2 separate regions of the Mus musculus genome follow, and region 1 is linked to region 2. A link is a contact called in public HiChIP or PLAC-seq data. All regions are on one chromosome and are shown on one strand. The core of a region is the stretch at or near the end of the contact, and the rest is flanking DNA. Distances in the headings are between cores, read along the strand shown.

Evidence for each region. HiChIP or PLAC-seq counts read pairs in DNA pulled down with a chosen protein or histone mark.
Region 1: a contact with region 2 is called in an H3K4me3 HiChIP or PLAC-seq map of embryonic stem cells, with 4 times the contacts expected there. The contact joins the promoter of Actr1b here to the enhancer-like site in region 2. A contact is called at or near these places in 2 of 39 promoter capture datasets (macrophages and neural stem cells), 5 of 115 datasets of contacts at active chromatin or transcription factors (the SCID.adh cell line, double positive thymocytes, embryonic stem cells and 1 more) and 3 of 9 other capture datasets (adipose tissue, liver and pancreatic islet).

The regions. Positions count from the first base shown.
Region 1 is chr1:36,708,306-36,714,340 of GRCm38.p6, forward strand. Actr1b (ARP1 actin-related protein 1B, centractin beta) reads right to left here and starts at 1,620. Exons shown (of 11, transcript NM_146107.2): 1 at 1,501-1,620. The coding sequence starts at 1,548. Gm33533 (a long non-coding RNA gene) reads right to left here. Exons shown (of 7, transcript XR_865346.3): 7 at 4,543-6,035.
Region 2 is chr1:36,628,232-36,634,988 of GRCm38.p6, forward strand. It overlaps Fam178b (family with sequence similarity 178, member B), which reads right to left. Exons shown (of 16, transcript NM_001372417.1): 7 at 4,189-4,273. Among named protein-coding and RNA genes, the nearest start is that of Fam178b, 52 kb to the right of the region's middle. Within about 2 kb of position 4,885, at least 35 of the 459 cell types and tissues checked have an H3K27ac peak or open chromatin away from gene starts, as enhancers often do. A contact at or near this core is called in the SCID.adh cell line and embryonic stem cells, where this site is marked.

The DNA.
Region 1 (6,035 bases), core at 370-2,869, 77 kb after region 2:
CAGGGTCCCCAAGTGGAGAGAGCTGGCAGTTCTACCAAGGCTGGACAGGGAGGAAGCCAGAGACCTGACCTAGAGAAGGAGATCACTTGCAAGCACTAGCACATCAAAACTAGGTGTGAGGCTGCATTTTCTGTCCTGGGGACCCAAGGGGGAGATGAGAACTGTTAGGGGCATCTGTTGGGTGGAGGTTATCAGCAATGACTGGCCCCAGATGGGCATCCGTGAAGAGAGACCACAGATCTCCTCTGTGAATGCTCTGGCTAGTACCTGTAGGGAGAGGAAATCAGCTACACTTTAAAGATAGCTAGATGCTACGCCTCAGCCTTACTCTATTCAAGAACCCTTGTCTTCACCAGCAGACAGAGACCACATACTGGGTCCATGGAGGGGAACCACTTGGTGGTCTCCAAGTACCTTTCTTGGGTAGTAAGAGGAGAGGCAGTCCCTGTCCCTGCTGGAAGCTGGACCTAGGCTTTCAACATGAACTGGACACACCTTCCACTTAGTAAATGAGTCACCTACTCACACCCTTTGCCTACCAGTCTCTATTAGGGCCAAAATAACATATCCAAGTAACAAGCGAGAGGCTCCAAGCCCAAACTCAGCCAGGCAGGTGCCTCTGAGCTCATTAGCTTGTTGGCCACCAAACAGGTAGGTAGCCTGATGTACACTGTAGCCTGCCCCAAGCACACCCCCAAAGTCCAGGACTAGCCTCTCTGATAAACAAGTTATGATTTAAGGGAGCCCACATGGGTGCTCCAAAAAAAGGCAGCCACAAAGATGCCATCAGGGGCTCACGTGGGAAGGAGTCAGTTCCCAGAAAGAGAAGTGTGTCACCGTCAAAAGCTCCAAGGCCTACACATCAGCTCTGGGCACAGCTAGAGAAAACCCCAGCCACGTCAAGGCCTCTAAGGATAGACAGCTCCTAGGGCCACTGAAGGTAAGCACAACCCAGGCTGGAAGACAACGCCCCGGGAAGCAGGACCTCTTTTCTTTCAGGCTTGCAAACTACTACCCCAAACTGCTCCGTCCTGGGGAAAGTGGCTACACTCTCCGAAAAGATCATTTAGAGTGAGGGGGTTAGTTAAAGCGGCAAAGAGGCCACCAGGTGGTGGCTGGTGGAAATTAACGTGCAGTGTTTGCTTCTGGGTGCAGCCCCTTGGGAAGTGTTGTAAAGATCACCAGGCCCTTCAAGAGATAAAGCCAGCAGTGTGCAAGAAGTCAAATGTCAGCCGACCTCCATCAGGCGGCCAGAGCTTACCACCAAGCAAAGGGCCAGGGGTCTTAACTTGCCCAGCGATCCCACCCCAGACAGACGCGTTCACCGGCCTAGAGCATTAAGGACCGCCTGACTGTGATCAGCTGTACCGCACATCCTGGACTCCGAGGGAGGTGCTCCCGAGGCCCACCCCTGGCCCCACCAGCGTGGGCCACCGCACGCCGCCTGCGACCCCGCGGCGGGTCACAGTCCTTCCCCCACCCCCCGCTGCCCGGCCTCACATTGTCGATGACCACGGGCTGGTTAGCGATGATGTCGTAGGACTCCATGGCCCGGCCGAGCCGGCCCTGCCCAGCAGGCGGGCTGCAGGAGGACCGGCGGGCTACAAGGTTCGCGGGGAGACCTGGACGGATGCGACTCCAGACACCGCGCCGCTCCCCTCCCCCAGTGCGCTGCCTACGCGAACGCGGCCCCGTGGCCAATCACAGATGCCAAATGACCTGATTGACGGCCGGCGCCGGGGAGGGTTGCTGGGGGAAGTGGGAGGGGCCTCTTGGAGCCGGCTAACCAATTGAAGCTTTCCGGAAGAACAGCCAGGCGTTGCCAAGGTAGGCTGCGCGGCCGTAAGATGATGTCATGGCTGGGTTCTTAAAGGGGGCAAGAATTAAAAAGGAGGTGGTAGGTCTATTGAAATCAGGAAGTCTTTTGAGTTCACCTACTGGAAGGTCTTTCTTTTGATGAGACATCTGTGAGCATTCCTCTTCTTAGGATGTCAGCTCTGATTATTTCAACGGGAGAGTTAGTTTAGTTAGATTTATTCATCTTTTTTGGTTTTTAGAGGTAGGATCTCTGTGAAACCAAGGCTAGCCTTCAACTTGTGATTCTCCCGCCTCACAAATGCTGGAATTACAGGCATGTACTACCATACCAAGCAACAGTTTTGGATTTAATAAGATTCAAACGCTAGGTGAATAATTGTATTTTATTTTAGAAGTATCATAGATTTACATTTAGACCTATGTTTAATTTGAGTTAGTTTTTATACATGTATCAAGTAAGCATCGGGGCATTTATCACTAAGGCTGTCTACCTGGGGTTTGATCCCAGAGACCCATATGGTAAAAGAGAACCGGCTTCCACAATTCTGATTGCTACAAGTGCACCATGGAATATGTACAGCCACACACACACATTCGCAAACAAAATAAATAATGTACAAAAAAAAGTGGGGGGTTGGCAAAGAGAAACTGGGTGTGATCATGTCATTCCTGGTAACAGGGAGGCAGAGGCAGGCCAATATCGGAGTTCCAGAGGTTGACAGAGGCTACATAGTGGAATCCTGCCTCAAAAAATTATATATATATATATATATATATATATATATATATATATATATATATATATAATTTATATTTATATAAATTTATAATGAGAGAGAGAAATTTTTTTCAAATTGCCTTGGTGCCTATGTCAATAGTTGATAGTTTCTGTCTACCTTTTATTCTGTTTCACTGGTCCATTAGCCAATAACACATAAACTTGTGGCGTCAGTTTTATGTTGTTGGGCAAAACATCAGAGAAAATCATCTTAAGAGAGGTCATATCTCTTAACTGTTTGATAGCGTTCACTCATGAAGTTACCTAGATCTTGAGTTTTCTTTGTGGGAAGAAAGTGTGTATATTTATAATATACAAATTAAGTTTTTAAAAAAGAGATGTAGACTGGTTCTGGTGGTGGTGGCAGCTTCCCCTTTCCATCCTCCTCTTCCTCTTCTTCCTCCTCCTTTGGTGTGCTGAACACAGAACCTGCACCTAGATAAGTTCTCTACCAACTAGCTACACTTGCGGTCTTGCTGTATCTTCTTGAGTTACATTGTTTTGTTACTTTGTATGTCATGGAATTTGTCAGCTTTGGGCAAATGTAATGGGCAAAAAGTTGTCCATAATGTATCCAGGGTTTTCTTTCAGTGTCTACAGAGATGTTTCCCTTCTCACTGGACACCTGGGATGCCCCCCCCCTTTTAACCCTGATCAGGCAGGCTAGAGCAGGGGAGCAGCAGTTCTCAATCTGTGGGTGGCAACCTCTTGGGGATCCCCTAAGACCATTGGAAGATAGGGATTCAAGTTATGATTTACAACAGTGGCAAAAATTACTGTTATGAAGTAGCAATGAAAATAGTCTTATGGTTGGGGAGTTACCACACAGGAGGAGCTGTATTAGAGGGTCACAGCATTTCCTCAAAACACTAGCTTTCAATTTCATTGACTAGTCTTTCCAATGGTGCTTGCATTCCTTTTTTTTTTTTTTTTTTTGGTTTTTTGAGACAGGGTTTCTCTGTATAGCCCTGGCTGTCCTGGAACTCACTTTGTAGATCAGGTTGGCCTCGAACTCAGAAATCCACCTGCCTCTGCCTCCTAAGTGCTGAGATTAAAGGCGTGCGCCACCACGCCCAGCTTGGTGCTTGCATTTTTAATGGATTGTAGCATTGACTATGAAGAAGAGTATACTGTAGAGAAGTTTGTAGCTCACAGACACTAGAGTATTTTCTATTTACCTCTCAACAGGACAAGTTTGCTGACTCCTACTCTTGTCCTAGGCAACTTGTGTAAAAGTTTTTTTTAACCTAGGTGTAGTGGCCAAGAGTTGGGCCAACAAGATGGCTTGGTGTGCAGTGGTGCATGCCGCCAAGTCTGACAGTTCAATCCTTGAGTGCCACATGGTGGAGGGTGAGAAATGACTCCTCTAAGTCTGCCTCTGTCCGCCACATATGCACTGTGACATGAAATACATACTCTTTTCTGGTGTGCATGAAGACAGTATACTTATATACATACAATAAATCTTTTTAAAATTTTTCTCAAAAAACAACAAACAAACAAAAAACCCAAACACACTTCATATGAAGGCTGGAGATATAGCTCAGATATGAGGAATATGCTGTACCTAGGTGGAGCCCCTTACAACAATTTGTATGTAACTTCAGTTTTAGGGGACCCCCACATTGTCTGGTCTCCAAGGGCATCCACACGCATAGATAAATACACATTTAAAATTTACTTTATATGATAAAAGGGAGAGTATTAGAGGAACAGCTAGTAAATGCTTGTGGAGTGTATTGTTTCATTAACGTGAATAGCCTATCAAAATCATTTAGCATGCATTATATTTAAAATAAGTATTACTGCATTAAATTTTATATTTACATTTAAATATGAATATTCAAAAATCCACATATACAGATATATTGGAAATAGAATTTTTATTTTTTTTATTTTTATTTATTATTTTTTTTTGTTTTTGTTTTTAGAGACAGGGTTTCTCTGTATAGCCCTGGCTGTCCTGGAACTCACTCTGTAGACCAGGCTGGCCTCGAACTCAGAAATCCACCTGCCTCTGCCTCCCAAGGGCTGGGATTAAAGGCTTGCGCCACCACGCCTGGCCAGAAATAGAATTTTTAAAAGTAGTTTTCTTTAAAAACTTTTTTAATTTTATTTTTTGATAATTTCATATATGAGTATTATATTTATATCACTCTCCTTTCCTCTCTTTCCTTAAACCCTGTCATTTCCTCCCACTCCCGAAGTTCATAGCCTATTATTCTTTGACTATAATTGATGTCTGTGTGTCTAAGTACAGTTATTTAGTGAGATAATTTAGTGTTGCTCAGTGTATTTAGGGCTGACCTCTTGGGACTAGATAGCTTATCAGGAGCTTGACCCGGGGAAGGCTGAGTCTCTCTCCCAGTGACCGTTCATTGCTTGTAGAGATGGTCTTGTTAAACACTAGTTTCTAATTAAAACACAAACTAGTATTCTGTAATTATGATTCAAGTAGACTAAGATTACTCTACTATTGTAAATATTGCTCCTATTAAAAATTATTCTCAGCCAGGCAGTTGTGGCACATGCCTTTAGTTCCAGCACTAGGGAGGCAGAGGCAGGCAGTTCTCTGAGTTCGAGGCCAGCCTGGTCTACTTTGGTTTACTTTGACTCCTTGTTTCAGAGGTTTCAGTACATGAAGTCAGCAAGACAAAGCACCATGGTGGAGTAGGGCTGCTTGGCAGAGCAAACTGTTCCCCTTATGACGGCCAAAAAGCAAGATGGGGCAGGGTCCCACTATTCCCTTGTTTGGTTACTGTTCTAGTGCTGTGAAGAGACACCACAACCAGATCAATTCTTATTTTAAAGAAAGCACTTCACTAAGGCTTGCTTGCAGTGTCAGAGGTTTAGTGCATTATCATGGTGGGAAGCATGGCAGCACACAGGCAGACATGGTGCTGAAAAGTAGCTGGGTGTTCTACTTATGGATCTGTAGGCATCAGGAAGAGCAGAGAGACTGGGCCTGGCTTGGGCTTTTGAAACCTCAAAGCTTCACCCCCCCCCCCCCCAGTGACACACTTTCCCCAACTAGGCCACACCTCTTCAGTCCTTCTCAAGCAGTGCCACTCCCTGATGACTAGGCATTCACATATAATGAGCCCATGGTGGCCATTCTTATTCAGACCACCAAATGCCTGAAACAGCCCATTTCTGGTGATCTTCCAGTCACCACTCCTGCCTCCTAAAGAGTCTATTGTCTTCATGGGCTGGTGACCAGATCTTTAATCTCTGGCCCTTCCAGAGCTAACCTATAGTGAGAACACTTCACTAATGCAATCCCTTCTTGTTTTCTTGGTGCTAAGGTTCCACCTCAGGGCCTCATATGTGCCAAGCAAGCCCTTTACCACCACAGGACAACCTCTCCTGTCCCTCCTGTTAATGTGCTATGTTGACCAATACAGTACACCTGGTGGCTCTAGCTCCAGTGGCCACAGTT
Region 2 (6,757 bases), core at 3,635-6,134:
AGTAGGTTCAAGAATGCCAGGGACTAGGGAGAAGGGCATCTTGGGAGGGTCTGACTGCCAGTGTTTATACAGTTCCTTTGGGAATGACAAAAGCATTCTGTAGTAGACAGCAGAGATGGCTGAGCTGGCAGAGCACACCAGTGAGTGAGCCCTACAGCCAGCTAGCAAACTGCAGGTTCCTGCTCTGACCTCCCTCGATGACTGGCTGTGACCTGAAAGTTTAAGTCAAATCAACACTTTCCTCTACAACTTGTTTTTGGTCAGTGTTTTATCGCAGCAACAGAAAGGAAACTTGAAAATGTCCTGATTTGACAGCAGCAGATTCTGGGTTGCTGAGCTGAGAGCCATATCCTTTCTTCCTTGGTAAGGAACTCCATTTATGCTGCTGTGCATTCAGGACGCCCAGGGGTTAGCTTAGCGAAAAAGCCCGGGGAGGCCTCGGTGGCAGAGGCGTCTCTGAGCCACAGTCTGCAGAAACAGCTCAGGCTACTCCAGAAGAAACCAGGCTGTTTCCTGCCAGAAGGCCTGTAGGGAAAGGCTCATTAAGCCAGAGCTGGGGGTGCAAGTGCCGTTGAAGCATTTCTGGAAAGGGATAGAGGATGTCTAGGAGGCTCAGCCTTCCAGGCACGAGCATCTGATGTTTCTTTGTATAGTCTAAACGGTTACTTCCCTGCCAACTTGGCCATGTAAGGAACTGAATGACCAGATTTTTTTTTTCTTTCTTTCTTTCCAAGACAGGGTTTCTCTGTGTAGTCCTGGCTGTCCTGGAACTCACTCTGTAGACCAGGCTGGCCTTGAACTCAGAAATCCGCCTGTCTCTGCACGTGGTGGTGCACGCCTGCTGGGATTAAAGGCATGGACCACCATGCCCGGCTGAATGACTGGATCTTAAGGCACAGACACAGGCTGTGGCGGGAACTGTGCTCATGTAACTGCCTGTGGAATCCTGGGGGTTGGCTCCAAGATCCTCCTCAAAATCTGAAGCTCCTCGGGTCCCCTACACAAAGCCACACACACTGCACATCTTCTTCTTCCTCAAATCATGTGCCTTCCATAGTCTTCAGTATTTAACACAGGGGCAAGGCTGTGTGACTTGTTATGCAGTATTGTTTAAGAGACTCATTCTATCATCACCATCATCATCATCGTCCCTGAATATCTGAAGGAAGACTGGAAAAGTGGGTTTCTTAGGTTTTGTCCTAGAGGGTTGAATTGGTGGGAATGGAAACCACACAGTGTTCAAAGGACACTGACAGCCAGAAAATATGACAAACAGCCTTTGAAGCTCATGGCCAGTTCTGTAATGAGAGGAATGTCCTGGTAAGCTGGGCATGTTGGCACATTCCTTTAATCCCAACAGTCTGGAGCCAGAGGCAGGTAGAGCTCTATTAAGTTCAAGGCTAGCCTGGTCTACAGAGTTGAGTTTCAGGACAAGGCTATGTAGAGAGACCCTGTCCTTAAAAACTGAAAACAAACAATCCTGGTAAAAAGGGAAATGTGTGCTGGCAAGATGGCTCAGTGGGTAGAGGTGCATGCCACCAAGTCAGACAACCTAAGTTAGATCTGCAGAAGCCACAAGGTGGGAGAGGAGTCTAATTTCCACAGGTAGCCTTCTGACCCCCACAAGTGAGCTGTGGCATGTGTGCATACATACATGCACACACAAATATGCATGTACATGTATACACACAATCAAGAAAGGCAGTGTATATAACCTATAACAAGCAAACAACCATTGTGCGTTTCCTGTTCTGTGCCACTAACAGCCAAGGTACAGATTAATGAAGCATGGCTTGACAACAGAAAGACTGTGTGATGTCTTGACCTAAACCAAGCTTTACATGGGGCAGGGGATACATCTGGGGCTTACTTGGTCTCCAGGCAAGTGAGAGTGAGGGCAATCCTGCCCTGTGCAGTTTACAGAGGTGGTCTAACAATTCCTGAGTCCTGGCTCCTGGAGGCCAGCCACACCCAGATGCAAGTCCAGTCCCCACTCTGCTTCCCCTTTCTCTGACAGTAGCTTCTGACTCCATGCCCTCAGAAAGTCATCAGCCTTCTGAGGACAAGGGCTGGCCTGGGTTACCCTGTCCCCCGCCATCCTGCTGGGCCCTAATGCAGGTGACCTCCAGGTATCCCTGAGATAAAGACCAACAATGTTCCTGAACATTCCACCCTCCAAGCTCATCAAGACCCCCTTCTCAACACATCCTACTCTGAAACAGCAGCCTACTCTGGAATACTCCATCCAGCCTCTAACTCCCCTCACAGGATGTGCTGAAACTGCCCCACTGCTGACAAAGGAAGTGGGTGGGGATAAACGCAATTGAATAAGACCTTCCACAGGACAGTCAGCGGAGGACAGCCCTGGGTGCACACATCCCCCAGGGGCCAGGAACTTGCATGTGGAAGGGGTCAGGTGATTCATGGCCACAGGTGGTAAGCCCAAGGCCAGTCCTGACATTTTGCCTTGAGCTCTGCTGTGCTCACAGAGCCCCCCCCTCCCCCCCAGGGGCCTCCAGCTGTATGTGAGCAGAGCTTTCCTCTGTAGCCATCCTGGATCTAAAGTAACCTTAGACAGCATCCTGTGTCGGGATGCAGCTGAGCAGTCAAACACACCTGACAGGTAAGAGGCCTGGGAGGAGCAATGGACACTGTACTCTTGCGCTGCTGCAAAGCCACCAAACAGCTTCTCACGCCAAAACCTGTTCCACGACCCATACGACCTCCTCTGCCCCTGGTGCCTACAGTTCTATGAATTCCCCTTCATGTAAAATAGAGGCATCTCCTTTTGTTAGTGTTTTATTCTAGTCAACACAAGGTTTCCAGGGTTCATCTGTATCTCAGCCTGTGTTAAAATTGCCTTCCTTTTCATGACCTAGCCATGTTCCATCACATGTCTATTCTGTCCAACCTAAGTATGTATGTCGTATTCTGTGATCTACCTGTCAGGCATGTAGGCTGCTTCCTGCACCTTTTGTCTGCTATGCACAATGCTACAGTGAACACAGGTGTACTGTGCTCTGCTTTAGTTAGTTCTTTTGTGGATCAGGCCTGACTTCCTCCTAATCAGTAGGGATCCTGACCTCAGACAGGTAATTCTCTAGGCCAGGCTTGTGGGGACAGGACCCCAGGCTGGGTTCTTAAGGAGCCAAAGCTGAGAATCCAGAACCTGGGAGCTACTTTGTATTCCTCCTGATTGGGCTGTAGGAGAGGAGAGTGAAGGAGACACATGCCACAGCATGGAGAGGGGTGGACAAGGAAAGCCTCTGTTTCCAAAAGGGCAGGCATGCTGCAGAGGCGGCCCCAGGGCTACAAAGGGCAGTGCAGGCCACAGGGGCAGAGGTTACAAAAAGGGAGAAGACGCTTGGACCGGTGGCTTGTCAGGAGCCCTTAGTGAGGGGCCCATAGGGGTGACTGGAATGCTCTGACTTGACAGATGGCCCCAGTTTGGCAACCCCTGAAGCAGAGGAACACAATGCAGACACTCAAAGCACAGGGGGCTCTGGCATACCAGGGGCTATAACCTTGGCCCTGGGAGCTGTGTGTTTGCGTGCTTTGGGGTAGAGGGTTATGGCTGGGCCAAGGTGGAGTCCAGTCCTCTGAGAATCCCTTTCATTGCCAACCCTAAGCAACCTCCAACTGCTTACATATTATTTTTTGGTGCCAAAGTGTCTGGGTTCAGGTAGCAAACGATGACAGCTGGGGAAGGTACAGCCACTAGCAGGACATGCAATGCTTCTCTGGAATGCTGAGCAAGGGACAGACCCGAGGCTGTCACTCAGGGGACCGACATGAGTGCATGAGGGTGGAGGGGCTGCTCTTGAAGCCCCTTACTGATGGTGCCAGCCCAAATGCTACTCTGACACACTATGGCTCTCCTTTCTGGGTCCCTGGTAGAACCCAGATGACAAACTGTCCCTTTTGAACCAAAGCCTGCCTGGGGCAGAACTCACCTTCCTGGACGTACAGGGATCCCAGGAGGCCATGAAGTCAGCCTGGACTCAGTCATTGAGAACTGGACTTCAGGCTGGCGAAGGTGCCAAGGAGCCAGTTGGCTCAGCTTGTCACTAACACTGGAGACAGAGCCAAAGATGTGTGGCCTGATGTCTGTAGCACAGGTGATGCAGTGTCCCACAGCATGCGGCTGGGGCTGTGGGTACAGGCTCCAGAGTGCATCTGGGCACTTACCAGGCTGACGGAACAGTCCATCTATACTGAGATCCCAGAGGAGGCCAAAAGCTCTTGAAGATGTTTCTGGAGGCCATGTTAACAACTAGGGACAAAAAGAAAAGACACCTATTTATCTAGTTTGTTTGAAAACAGGGTTTCTCTGTGTAGTTCTGGCTATCCTGGAACTCACTCTGTAGACCTGGGTAGCCTTGAACTCACAGCAATTCACATGCTCTAAAAATTTTTTTATTACAAGTAATGGTAGCAACACTTCATATATACAATTTATGTATGTATGTATGTATGTATGTATGTATGTATGTATGTATGTATGTTTTGGTTCTTTGAGACAGGATCTCTTTTAGCCAAGCCACTGAATAGGTAAGGATGACCTTGAACTCCTGTCCACCCCCACAACCCCCTCCCAAGGTGGGGATTCTAGGTTTGAAGCACCAGGAACAGCTTCATACATGTGTTAAACAGGACTCATCTTAATGCTTCCAAGTCACTAGGGTGAAGGATACAGTCATGATTGTTGTTTTACAGAAGTCAAGACTCCCTGACCCCTGCCCAGGGCCACACAGCTGGAGGCTAAGTGGGACTCTATACCTAGACTTTGATCATCCAGGCTGTGCCTGGCTCTAGCTGTGGCCCTCTCTAGGCCAGCACTGGGGTCAAGAGCTCATCCTCTAGGCTCAGCTAGGATGACTCCCATAGTCTCCTGTTTCCGGAACATGTCCCCACCCCACTCTCCACCCACTACCATACACAATGTGGAGACTGTTGGAGTCTGATGGCAATGAATCACTTGCTCAGAATGGGCTGTTCACCTGGTGTGTGCAGCATGCCTACAAGAGGCCCTGGAGTAAGGAAGAGGCAAGCCCAGGGCCACTAAGTCCCAGTGACAATAGGACCAATGGAGTGTCAACTGAACAGAGGTGGTAAGATCTAATGGTCACTCCTCATTTAGAATGGACCCCAAGTGGGCTGGACAACATGTGACTTGCCTAATCTAGCTGCTTTGCCTGGACCAGGTTAGTTAGTCTCCCATTCAGAAGTCCAGTGGGGCCTGGTTTTACCTGGCCATGCTCCTGGGGAGGAAAAAGAATTCTGCCTTGAGTGGCCACCCTCCCCATCCCTGGTTCTCTTCCTGCCTGAGGCCTAGCCATTTCTGACTTCCCAGTGAGGATCCCTTGCAGTGGCTTTAGGGAGACCCTAGTGCTTTTCTGTCCTCAGTAGCCTGACAGAGCAGCAGTACATGTGTTCTTGCTGCTGCTGTTCCTTGCCCAGGTCCTGAGCAGAGCTAGGGATCTGGGGGGAGGGGACAGATTTAAGGAACAGACAGGCTGTAGGACTTTTTCGTTTAACCCACACTGGACTGTCGGCTCCACCATACAGAGCTGATGCCCAGGACTTGGCCAAAGCAACACAGAAGTCAAAGTGGCAGAGGCTGAGCTTGTACCTGGGGCTAGGCCTAAACTCTGCTCCCCTTGTGTACCTGCCTGGTCCAATGGACACTGCACAGGAGCTAGGGGAGACCTCTCCATGCACTCCATGGCCTGGGTTTCAGACTCTAGTGGAGACTGAGCCACAAGAAGGGAGGGCACTTCTCTCCTGTCAGGGTCATACAAGGATCCTCTGTGGGCGATGTCTGAGAGGGGTTCTTTGTGCCTCCCAACGGCCAATTGTGCATTTTGTCATATTCTGTGGAAGGAGCAGAGAGAGACTGCACTGCGGGTGTAGAATAAAAGCTTGACTGTTCCTGGCTCCTACTCGCCCTGCAGGCCCAATCTCCCCACCCCAGGATCTGGGGGAGGGGCCGAGGGGACAGCTATGTACAAGGGTTTCAGGGGCACAGTGTCCTTCCCCTCCAGGACAAAAGCACCACAAAGGTCCTGAGAGGTCCAGAATGAGCTCTACCTGGAAGGCCAAGCCTAAGAAGTGTCTAAACAATTTGCCTGGCATGCTAGCCCTGATTGACAGCTGGGCTCCAGGCCCCAACTGCAGCTCTGGTACCAGCTGGAACTTGTGACCAGTATCCCCAGACAGGGACAGGCCTAGGCAGGGGCCAAGGCAAGGCAGATGCAGGACATTTGGATGGAAGCATTAGGTCCTGGGCTGTCTGCTAGCCTCTCACCTACCAAACGTTTGTATTCTCAAGCAGAAGGTGTGTTGCCTCGAGGCAAAATGTTCCTCCAGGGAGGAACCTGGGGCAGAGGGAGCAGCTGGTAGTCGATTTTCCAGACCACCTACAGCTTCATAGAGAGCAGCAAACCCTTAAACTCCACTGAGTCTATAGCAATGAACTCATGAGCCCCAACCTCCACTGCTGCTCCCCTTCCAACTGTGCTCCCGAGATGATCCATTCATGACTGTGACAGCAAGAAAAGCGATGGTGCTCATGACGGACTCTCTGGCTGAATAGAATGCACCCAGTCACTCAGTTCTAAGCCTACTAGGAACACCAGGCATCCCAGGAAAGCCACACCCCTTACCCAGTGGTCACCCAGTAGAGAGAGTCTGGGGGTTGCTGAACAGACACTTCCAGGCAGTCTCCATTTCTGGGCTAACCAGGCTCCTGAACCTC